2 separate regions of the Mus musculus genome follow, and region 2 is linked to region 1. A link is a contact called in public promoter capture Hi-C data. All regions are on one chromosome and are shown on one strand. Each heading gives the region's core, a stretch centred on a gene start, on an enhancer-like site or on the middle of the called end of the contact. The rest is flanking DNA. Distances are from core to core; before and after follow the strand shown.

Region 1 (6,089 bases), core at 1,836-4,335:
GGTAGGCTAAATATGACCTGTAATTAGGAGATTAAAATATCTGCTTTAAAGTTATCAATCTACAAAGCAAAGAGGAGAAAAAGATATCCCAGACATATGGGTAGTATCTCCTTTATTCAACCTCAGTTTCTACACTGTACAAACAAAAGCAGAAAACCACAAGTGTGCTAGCTGAAGGTCCTGTTTTAGTCACAGGAGGACTGTAACTATGGCTTATGTTTATCTGAAATAGAGAAAAGGAAGGACTAACCTAACATATTCTACAGTAGAAGAAAAAGGTGAAGCCTCATAGCCAGACACCGGTCAGCACTAAATGCAATCTATATGTTTTCAAACTAGAAATACCATCAAATGGGAAACACATCTGTAACTATGAAGAATTATCCAATGATGTAAATAACATTATTATCTAAAAGGTGAGTAGCAAATTCGATAAACTATAACTAACTAGAAAATTATTATAAAATTCCAAAAGATATTCATTTGTACAGTATGATCATAAAACTATTTATTTTGAAAACATAATTTCTACATACCTTTTTTGATTTGGGAGCCTAAAAAGTTGGAAAACAAAAGAATTGACACATTTTAAAACAGTATTCAGATACTTTCAACAGAGCATCACAAAATACATTAATTAGGAGAAGCTAGAGAAGAGCCCGAGGGAATTTCCTTTGTGCCTCCATTGCAACTTTTCTGTGACTCTTTGGCTACCTTAAACTGAAAAAATACTATAAAAAGAAGTCAGAACAAACTGAAAACACAGGCAAGAAAACCCACAAGATTTCTCACGAAGCATCTTTTTGAGTTAGTCAATACAATTTCCTATATCAATGAGTCTGTGATAGGAGAGCAAGCTAAAAAAGGACTGGTTGAAAAGATGCCCTAAATCTCCACGCATTACTGACTATTGATACTATTTCAAATTTGCAGATGTAGCGGCTGTCTAAAAGAAACCTTTCTATTACATAAGATTGATAGTATTTTTTTTTAAAAATGGGGAGAGAATCAGTTTCTTCAAGTTTGCCAATTAACGATGAAGTGAAGACTGCCCAGCCACATGATTTACAGTCAGTCTGCTCTTTTTGGAAAGCTCTGTCCTTCAATACTGATTTACAAGTACAGGTATTTCCCGTGATGCTATTCGTAAACTCCTGAGAAGGCCTGTGTGCCCATCAGCTCTCTGGTAAAGAACCTGTAAGAGGCCGTCTGAGTGTAAATTACACAGTTTACATATCTGAAGAGCTGCACATAGGAAGGGCTGGTTCGAGCCATGGGAACATCATTCTAAAATGCCAGTGCCAAATTTGGCACACAGTAAATGAGATTTAGACGACATCTTCCTGCAAGGTGCACACATTTCAGAAATTCTCTCCATAAATATTCATCAGGGAGAGAGCAACGAGGGAGGCTTTGCTCTCATGTGATTTTTACAAATAATTTTTATCCTGGCTGTAGTATTCCCTGACACATTGTTAACATATTTCCATCTTGAAACAAATACTGTATGGTAGGCTATGTAAATATCCTCCTCAAAGAGCATATCCTAAAGATGATGGGCACATTTTTATCCCTCACTAGTATTTCTAACATGAAACAGGTGTGGGGAAAGTCCTATCTTTATCCTTCACATAAACATAAGAGCCATCAGTAGTAAAACTTTTCAACGTTCAAGTGGCAAAGGACTTCCTGACAAGCTTTTTGAGAAATTTGTCCTCTTGGACTTACAGTATAGTTGCTTCCCTTCCTGAATTGTATACTTCCTTAGATTGTGGGGTTGAATTATGCATTTTCAAATTCATATACTAAAATCTTAACTTCTTGTGTGTTAGCGTTTGACCTGCTTATGAAAAGGGTCTGTAATTATTTCACCCAATTAAGAAGAGCTGATACTGGAACTGGACAGGCCTCTGGCTCAATATGGCTGGTACAGGTTACAAAGAGGAATCTTGGATACAGACCCTCATGAAGAAAATAAGCATCGTATGAAAAAAATGAGTTTACACTGCTACACACTAAAGAACTATTTAGAAGTAGAAGAGAGATCTGAATAAATCCCTGCCCCCATGCTGACACCCTGACCCCAGATGTTCAGTCTCCAGAATGGTGAGGTAAGCAGTTTCTACTGTTTAAGCAAACATGTTTATGGTACTTTGTTTCCTGGAAGCCCCATGATACAGTTAGGTTTGAAGCTGCAACCTCCTGGAATCTACATTTTAAATATTCCCCCAAATGGCTTGGAAGTCTTTGAGAAACAGTGCTATGTAGATAGGAAAAAGAAATTAAATCCACCTTTCGATGTAGCAAATACGTGCTTGTTCTTGTAATTTGCCAGCAGTCTTAACTTGGCTGATGACCCATTGGGGGTCTTGCCAGGGGAGGCCTTCACTACCCATTTCTTCCCACCACTTACAGAAAATACATACTTATATCTTAAAAGAGACTGAAAAGCACCAATCTTTTCTTCTCTCCTACCCTTAATAGCTTGATTACTCCGCTTTAGATACACCAGCTGTTACCTTGGTAAAGCTTGTGTCTGATATTCTGCTTAACTGACAGAGCCGGAGGGCTGTAATATTCTCCTTTGTGTGTCTCTGGCTTCCAGCCAGCAAACACAAATAATGCACTCTGAATCTCCCCTCAACGAGTGTGATAATTGATGATCTCTTGATGGAGAATGGGAAACAACACACGAAATTTGCTCCATATTGTTCTGCGTTGGAATGAAAACTTTTCTGACAAGGCAGTCAGAGCCAAAGTGGGAATGTACATCACCGGAAGCTAGTAAAGTTTAGTCACTGCAAAGATCTGGATCTCGCCACCTCTGGATCGCACTGCCCCTGTCTGCCTGCCCTCCCTCGACAGCGCTGAAGTGGAATCCGCACTTGCCCCTTTCCTGTCTCCCTCACTTTCCTGGCTTACCATGACAGAAGCAGGAACTTTGCTTAGGGATAAGTGAACTCTGCAGAGCAGGAACGCTCACGGTTGTCAAGACGACAGGCCACGCCCACTCACAACTCCCAGTGTTTTGCGAAGGACAACCTGCGCAATCGCACTGTAGTCTTCCGGTGAGTACTGCCCAAGTCGTAGACTGGTTACACAAGCCACACTTCCCACATAAGGTACGCCCACATCGCGGCTTTTACCTAATCCCGCCCATTTCCGCCTGATGCCCCGCCCCAGCAAAGAAAGCGGCCTCGAGTCCCATACACTGCTGCCTGTAGTCCCGCCCTGAGCCCACCCCCGCCTCTCAGCTCCGCCCACTTCCGGCAGACGGTCGGAGCATTTACGGCCGTGGTGCCGCAAAGCGCTGGAGTGAGGCGGTCTGAGCAAGCTGTCGTCTGGACCCCAGACCTGCTGGTGGTGAAGTATGCCTTAGGCGAGGGCTTCCGGGCGTGGGGAGAGCTGCGTCTCACACTGAAACGCAGGCTGACCTGGAACTCGCGGGCATCCCTCAGCTTCCTCCTGAGAGCTGGGGTTATAGCCGAGGCCCGCCACGGCCAGCCTTGTAAAAAGGTTTCTTCCTCGCTTCTTTTGCGTCTGGACGAGCCCTTCCCGGGGGATCTGGGGAATGGCGCCAGCTCACGACTAGGTGAAGCCATAGGTTCCGGGCGGGTCCCCCAGGGAGTCATCTGGCCACAAAGGCGAGCTCCAAGAGGGTCGCTACCTTGATATTAAAGTAGTACAGATTCTTCACTGATCGTGGGAGTTTAGTTTCTATGCAAAGCATTCGCCCTTCTCAAGAGCTGCTCACACACTAGTTTAACGTGACTTCTAAGAACCAGTAAGCCATTGTTGTCCCAAGGTCACGGAGCGCTGTACTGTTGTGGCAGCCTGCAGAATTTCAGCCCTTCTCCATAAGAAAAGGCACTTGAGACGTAGAGGAATGGAGACAGTTCTTTAACCCAACCCCAGCTTACGGCCCGTCTAACCCAAGATAGAGTACTAATGCTCTGTCCCTTACATAAACTAAATGTTCTGTTCAGTAGGACTGACAGCTAGTTTTTGTGGGTTAAGGTCATTGGTTGCACAACACTTAAGACCTTACTGCCCTCCGAACCTTGGTAATGAGATAAAAACTTAACACCTACTGCATATAAATTCAAATTTGTTTTATCTTAGCTGTTGAGGTATGGAAGGTAGCCTTTGTTTTGAATTATTCAACAAAGCAACTACTAGTGTTTAGTGACAGAAAACCTCAGACTAAACTAGGAAGTGGTGTGGAAGTACAGTAATTAACATGGTGACTCAGGAGAAATGGCCTTACTCAAAATCACTGTGTCATTATCAACTTCTCTCCTAAGAGGAAAACTAATAGTAGAGATGTGTTAGATCCCATGGTTCAAGACTCTGTGCATGCTTTTTTGAGTTTTGATGTCCTCTAGTCCCTGGGCAGGATTTGTGAGTAATAAGAGGGCTGCTTTCTGGCATCTCTTCATCTTGACACGGGTTGTACTAGCCCCTCTCTCCTGTCATGTACCTGTACCATCTAAAGGCGTATGGTCGCACAACCTCTGGTATGGGGAAATCTGACAGGACAGTTTTCCAGTACAGTCTGAAGGAATACTGAGTCTAGTTCACTAGACCACTGAAACAATACACTGCCGTCTCCATTTCCTTCAGCTTTTTTTTTTTTTTTTTTGGTCACTTGAACATCATGGGGCAGAATAACATCATTGGGCATCAAGCCCCTATTAGAAATAATAGTGTCCTACTAAAATGACAACGCCATCATTCCTTTACTCAAAGTCCCCAGGGAGAAAGGACTTACAGCTCCTCCTTGCACATATCCATGTTCCTGGAATAGCCCGTGACTTTGAGCCATGCACTCATCCAACTTTGATAACTTCCAGGACTCCATGCAGGTCTCTGCAGCAATTAAGTTGTTTTCTAGTTTGCAAACTAAAGGTTTTTCCCAGCAGCAAAAATAAACTAAAAATTCCTGAAAATCAACTGTATCATAAATTACCATCAAAGTGCATGGGGCAGGGGTAGGCGAATCTTTTATTACTCATACTCTGTGGGAAAAGCAATTGGGAAGGAGAACTAAGGCAGGTCTCTAAAAGCTTTCACAAGTTACAAATGCCAAGTTTTATCTATATAATAATTTCAAGCCACATAGTTTTAAGTCATTCTTCAACAAGGTATACCATCCTGGTATTATATTACTCCTCCCCTCTCTCCCTACTCCCACTGTTAATATTATTAGTTAAACACACCTGTTAAATTACCTTTCAGTATTACACTAAATCTTCAGGGAAAGAAAACAAACCATGAAATTAAAAGAGAAAAGAGAGAGATGGTTATGGCAGTAAGACTCTGGAAGCTGGAGCCCATGAGTGACTATGAGTCAACCCTAGCAAACCTCAGTGGACACTCACTACTCTTCCCAAGAGGAAGCAAGCAGAATCAACTAGGATCTGTACACTTGGACACTAAACGCAACACCAGTCACAATTGTCAGTATTAGTGACAGGGTGCCACTATGTAACTTCAATCATAGCTCTCCTTGAACTAAGGGTCTTCCCCTGCCTCAGCTTCCATCCAGCTCAACACAATAATTTTTGGACGAATTTTGAGAATCTCCATTTTCTGCTAGTTAATTGTAAAGTAACCTTTAATTCATCTTTAAAAATAATCTACTTTGAAATTTTATTTTTCCTGAATAATACAGTCCAAAAGATATTAGTTGTCTGGCTCTAAGCAAAAGCAGCAGCCTTAAGGGACAGGATGAAGGGCTGGGAGACCTTAAGAATTCAAGACAAAGGAAACAGGTCTCAGGTAAAAGTGGTTTGTGACAGCAGCCTAGCAGAAGAGGACACTGATTGGGTGGAGAGGGTAGTGGCACAGGTTGTTGGAGTTAGGACAGGGTGAGCATTCCAGGCAAGAGTGGGATCTGGGAGGGAAGGTACGAGGTGGTGACAGTGGTAAGAATTTGGTTCTAGTAGAAGTGATGATCCAAAAAAGTCAATTAATGAGGATAATAGGAACCAGCTTTTTTGCTGTTGGACATGAGTTTTAGAATTACTGACAGGAAGCTAAAATAAAAATAAATCCTGTAATATGGGAACAAGCTAGTACCAGATTAT
Region 2 (6,089 bases), core at 1,314-3,813, 400 kb after region 1:
GTAGGCTGTCCCAGGAGAGGGAGCAGGTCAATGCACTGTGTTGTGAATTTTAAAGAAAATTGTATGAATATGGATGAGGTGGGTGGCATTCTTATGGAGTAAGGTGACCTTATTTCCCTCTGAAATCACAGCGAACTTGATCTGCATTTTACAGAATTCCTTTACATGAGCCTCTAGGAAAGCCCACAGAGGGGGCATCAGATCCACAATGACACCAGGTCTTTTGGGGACACAGACCATCCAATATTACACAGGTATGGGAGAACACCTGGACACTATAGTTTCTGATATAGTGGGAACGGTTTGGCTTAACTAATATTCCATCAGGGAACATATCTACCACAGCAGTTTTTCTATTTATCAACTGTTCACTCATCCAGTATCAATCAGACCCAGATTTTATTCTTCATTCATATTTATAGGGTTATCGTTCAATCAAACTCTTTCCCAGGGCTCAGTGTGTCATTATAAGAAGTTGAACAAACACTCACCTCCCACTACTGTGAACCTGGATTGACATCCACAGGAGAGAAGCTGCCCAAAGGGGCTTTTCTGAGACCTGGGTGTGTAAATGAGATCACGGTCTGTGGAGGTGATGGGTTTCTCCTCCGTAGGAGGTCCAGGTGAACAGAGTTGAACACCACCACCAGCTCCATGAGGGGGGCTCATTCCGGGCTTCACACACAGCTGCGTGCTGCTTTCAGAGCAGGGTAGGAAAAGCACAGCCGCTGGCCTTCACACAACCCCCAACACCTGCATTTGCTCCCGATTCTCAAAGCTAGCGTTCCACCTCAGCTTCCCCGTCGAGGACCTTCCTCCTTGCTCTGCAGCCATTCATCTCCCTTTACTCATTTGTCCACCAAACACCGCTGTCAGCTTATGCTGACCTGAGCCGTGGTATCATGGCCAAGAGCAACTAACCAGAGGAAACGATTTGTTTGGTTTATATTTCCGGGTCAGTCAATTCCTGGGGGATGTCAGGGAGGAACCCAAGCAAGAACTTGAAGAAGCAGAGATCATAAAAGGAATGTTCCTCATTGGGCTTGCTCACGCTCTGCACAGCTAAATTTCCATAGACAGCCCAGCACCACCTGTCCAGAGATCAGTGCCACCCACAGCGGGTGCGGCCTTCTACATCAGTCACTAACCAAGACAATCCCCCACATGCTTGCTCACAGGCCTATCTGATTGATCTGGGACAAACTGACAGTTAACAGATAACCAAGACATGTGGGAACAGGGGTGCCTATGACCAGGAACATGGTTAAGATGGTAAAGTACTCACCTGCCATCCAAGATACATGGGGTTTGATTCCCAATACCGTATATACAGAGCTTAGTTACATAGGTTCATATCACCCGCACTTTGGAGGTAGAGGCTAGAGAATCAAAGTCTTAGGCTGTTCTGGACGGCACAAGTTCAAGGCAGGTTGGGATAGATCTGACTCAAGAAATAAATAATTTCTTTTTAATCTGAAGCTATGGCTTCTCCATCAGGCCAGACTGTACCCCCCAAGCTGTGCGCTAAAACAAACACTCTCTTCCATAAAAAAGAAAAAAATCAACAAGGTATGGTGGTACATCTCTGCAGTCCCAGCTACTCAGGAGGCCAGAGGAGTGACCACAATTTGAGCCTAGAAGTTCCCAACTTAATGGAATCACACACACTAAAAGAATAATTGTATTACCAGTAAGAAAACTAAATCTCAGCAAGGTGGTTTTAAAAATCTTGTTTGATCCTAGTTACATAAAAAAATCATAAATGTATACACACAGGGATGAAGGACAGCCAGTATTTCTCTCTAGCTTGTAAAATTTCCATTTTACTATTTGAAAGTTCAAATCCATTCTTGGTTACAGGGAGAGTCAAGTCCAGGGTGGGATACAGAAGTTTATGCCAATAAAATAAAATAAAATAAAATAAAATAAAATAAAATAAAATGGCACAACATGCTATATAGCCTTCAATTCAATTATGTGCATTTGGATATCCTGAGGAAGGAAGGTATGTCCACTGATCCCCACCAGGCACAGTGCATACCTATAGTCCCAGCACTGATGCAAGCTAAGACAAGAGTTCACCTTACATCATCCCGAGCCAGCCAGAGCTACATACCCCAACCCAGATGACTGTTCAGGAAGACTCTCAAACGGATGCTGGCTTCCCAGGATGTACATAACTGGTGCCCAGAAACTCGTGTCTTTGGAAGAAGGGCCATCTGCCTTTCTCTTAGGTCTGGCCAGAGATCTTCTCTGCACCAGGTAATACGAGGCGAGGTGAGACATGGCAGGATGGTGGGGGGAGTGCACAGCCGCAAAGCCCTCCCCAGGTCACGCATGCGCAGACCAGGGAAGCTTGAGCACCCCACTTGTCCTGCGCAAAGCCGGATGTCAGGGATGCGCAGACCTCCAGTCTCCCGATCCTAAGTTCTCTCCCCTCCAGCCACTCCAGAGCCTTCCCGCCAAATTTACATCCAATCAGAAAGTACCACCGCTTCAAATTGAGCCACATCCAATCGCAAAAAGGACGTGGCGCCTAAGCCTGCCCCCGAGACGCTCTGGACTAATGAGCATCCAGGGAGAAAGCGTTAAGTACCCGGAGCATCCAGCCTGGACCGTTGGGCGCACGAGCGGCGGTTGAGGAGCAGCTCTGAGGATCGGCTGAGGTGCTCTGCTAGGAGTTCAGCATGGTGAGAACAGCCCGAACCGGGGTGGGACCCACGGGAGGGAGAACGCCATCTCCTCAGAGTCTGGGGTCCTGTGAGGGTGAGCAAGCGAAGCGGCTGGGAGCCCGCTTCTCCTCTCCCAGGTCCCCGGCAGGGGGTGGGGTGGGATGGGGGTGTTAGGTCTCAGAGCCTGGCATCTCCTCATGGCCCAAACTCTCTCAAGAGGGAGATGCACCTTGGGGTGCAGAACCTGCCTGGAGTCCCAGCCCAACAGCACCTGACAAAAGAGGCACAAGAGTTCCAGCCTTAGCCTCGTCCGATTCCAGTCTCGAGAGTGCCGAGATGGGTTTTTGGAAAGGGAACTTTTGTGTTTTCTGATGCCAGTGCCCTTGACTGAGAAAACAATCAATCGCCTGGGTTCCAGAAGATTCTAGAAGCTACCAAGCTTTCTGGCCTAATGCTCACCATAGGAAAGTGAAAGTGAAAGTGACCGAGCCCAGACAGCTTCAGTTTGGAAATTTAAGAGTCTCTCACGGCCTTTGCTGGTCCCTAGCTTACTGTGCAGGGGGAAATCCTCCAGACTCTGATAGTCCTGCCCTCTGCCTTCTCTGTCAGAATCACAGATGTTGGCCACCAAACTTCCCAAAGAAGTTTTTGTATTTTGTGCCTGCAGCTCCTTGTCATGTTAGGTGGTTTATAAGTGGAATCATTTGTGCCCTTTAGAAGGTATATGAGCTATGGTGTGGCATGCCACAGTCCCAAACACTATGCAGGCAGAGGTAGGGAACTTGGATGCCCAAGACTAATCTGAGGTAGTGAATTTGAGACCAGCACAGGCTACAAGACCTTAAGGGGGAAAACATAAAACTGAGAACCTTTCTTAAGTTTTTGGTTTGTTTTAAAATGTGTAGGTGTGTCTTTGGGAAGTGTGTGTTCATGACTGCCATTTCCCAGAGAAGCCAGAGAGGGCAGTGACTATCCAGAGGCTGCAGTCATGGGCAGTCCCTGAAAGAGGAGAACTTAACAAACAAACCATCTCTCCTGCCCTAGGCAGGGAACTTTTTAAAATATCTATATTCACTCAAAAGGAACACATGCTAACAAATACCAAATGAGATCTAGGTCTAAACAGCCGGAATGTGTTTGTTTTTTTTGACAGGGTCTCATGGTAAACTCAAACTTGTCTCCCTGCCTTAGCCTCATAATTGAGCTAGTTCCTGTCTTGTATCACCACACCTGGCTTGATCATTATTTTTTCATTAAGAAATGTATTGAGAAGGCACTTCAGCCCCCATCCTTTTGTTCTTATGGTGAAATCCTTGCCGTGCATGGAATTTGGCAACATATTCTAACTTGATTTCTGTTGCTGGGATAAAAACACCAGAGCGACTTTTAGGAGGAAGGGGTTTATTTGACTTCCAGGCTATGTAGTCTGCCAGTGGAAACCCATGCAGGAATGAAGGCAAATTATCTCTGTGAGTTCAAGTCAGCCAGGGAAACATAGTGAGACCTTATCTTAAAACAAAAAAGAGAAAGAAAAGTGGCAGGAAACTAGAACGCAAGATTTTCTAGATGGGCAGATAAAAAACACAGTGACTACCCAGGCTAGGGCTGGGTACCCTGGGACCTATTCTGTCTTTTTTATTAGAGTATATCTTATCCTTTAGACAGGCCACTATTAAAACCACATAGATTATTTTCCAGAGAATTACTGTGACTGTCCATGATGAGCTAATTGTCGACATTGTATGGTGTGCAAGTCTTAAACTTTAATATTTTGAAAAGTGGCAAACATTTATACTCTGGGGTGAACTCCTACTGAAGAGTATGGTTAGCCTCATGTGATGGCTTACATTTCTAATTCTAGAACTTGAGAGGCTGGGGCAAGAGGATTATCACTAGAGAGTTCAGAGCGGAACAAGCTGCTCTCTCTCTCGTGTGTGTGTATGTGTTGAGATATGGTTGGACTTGAATGTACTTACTCTTTCCTTCTGAGAACTGGAATTCCATAATCCTGCACAACCATACCTAGTGGAAGTCAGTTTTAACAGAGATAAAAGGAGTGCCTGAGCATTCTTGGAAATAAAGTTTGAAAATAGACACCAAGGTACTACTCAAAATTGTATAGGTGTGTCATGCAGTTTCATGTTTCTGTTCTGGTTTCCAGCGTGAGTGTATCTCTATCCACGTGGGGCAGGCAGGTGTCCAGATTGGCAATGCCTGCTGGGAGCTGTACTGCCTTGAACATGGTATTCAGCCTGACGGTCAGATGCCAAGCGACAAAACCATTGGCGGCGGGGACGACTCATTCAACACATTCTTCAGTGAGACTGGAGCCGGCAAGCACGTGCCCAGGGCAGTGTTTGTGGACCTGGAGCCCACTGTGGTCGGTAGGTGCTTGGGGCCTGAGTGGAGGCTTTCCTGGGAAACTGGGGTGTCTCGGAAAAGCCCACCGAGACCTGTGCAGAGTAGACAGGATGTACATATACATAGTATGTAGAATTGTGACTTTGTTGGGTGAGAAAATTAAAGTTGTATGAGCTGTATGATATGTGTACTCTTAGTGATATATATTTCCTAGGAGAAACTGTTGACATTTGTGCTTAATGGAATTGAACAGTCCTTGCCTGAAATACTCACACTACGTATGGTCTTTCTCTCTCTAGATGAAGTACGCACCGGAACCTACCGGCAGCTTTTCCACCCAGAGCAGCTCATCACTGGGAAGGAAGATGCAGCCAACAATTATGCCAGAGGTCATTATACCATTGGCAAGGAGATTGTTGACCTGGTCCTGGACCGGATCCGAAAACTGGTAAGAGGGTTGTAGAAGAGGCTTCATATGATGGTTGTCCCGGTCAAGGGGGTCACAGGTAGTGGGGGAGTTATTTTGGCAAAAAGGTTAGAATCAAGAATCTATCATGAGTACCAAAATATTTTACTAGTCTCCACTGAGATGCATCTACAGGTCTTCATTGTATTCAAACCCAGTGCGGCGTCTGTATGGTAGACGATCTGAATTTGCATCAGTTTGTAGAAGTGGAAGTCCTGCATGTGGGGTGGAAGTCGGGATGTGGCTTTGTAGGCACTAGCTTATGTACTCTGGTTTTACCACAGGCCGATCTGTGCACGGGACTGCAGGGCTTCCTCATCTTCCACAGCTTTGGAGGTGGCACAGGGTCTGGGTTTGCATCGCTGCTGATGGAGCGGCTTTCAGTGGACTATGGCAAGAAGTCCAAGCTGGAGTTTGCCATCTACCCAGCCCCCCAGGTTTCTACAGCGGTCGTGGAGCCTTACAACTCCATCCTGACCACGCACACCACCCTGGAGCATTCCGACTGTGCTTTCATGGTGGATAACGAAGCCATCTACGACATCTGCCGGCGCAACCTGGATATTGAACGTCCCACATACACCAACCTC

The links. Promoter capture Hi-C pulls out the DNA fragments that hold promoters and counts their contacts.
Region 2: a contact with region 1 is called in a promoter capture Hi-C map of liver, with 2.8 times the contacts expected there. The contact joins the promoter of Tuba3b here to the promoter of Casc1 in region 1. A contact is called at or near these places in 2 of 39 promoter capture datasets (liver and pre-B cells).

What each region holds. Positions count from the first base shown.
Region 1 is chr6:145,207,885-145,213,973 of GRCm38.p6, forward strand. It overlaps Casc1 (cancer susceptibility candidate 1), which reads right to left and starts at 3,086. Exons shown (of 16, transcript NM_177222.4): 1 at 2,923-3,086; 2 at 537-554. The coding sequence starts at 2,925. Etfrf1 (electron transfer flavoprotein regulatory factor 1) reads left to right here and starts at 3,263. Exons shown (of 3, transcript NM_133688.3): 1 at 3,263-3,368.
Region 2 is chr6:145,613,400-145,619,488 of GRCm38.p6, forward strand. Tuba3b (tubulin, alpha 3B) reads left to right here and starts at 2,564. Exons shown (of 5, transcript NM_009449.3): 1 at 2,564-2,690; 2 at 4,834-5,056; 3 at 5,333-5,481; 4 at 5,784-6,089. The coding sequence starts at 2,688. It overlaps Gm38475 (a long non-coding RNA gene), which reads right to left and starts at 920. Exons shown (of 3, transcript XR_378153.2): 1 at 492-920.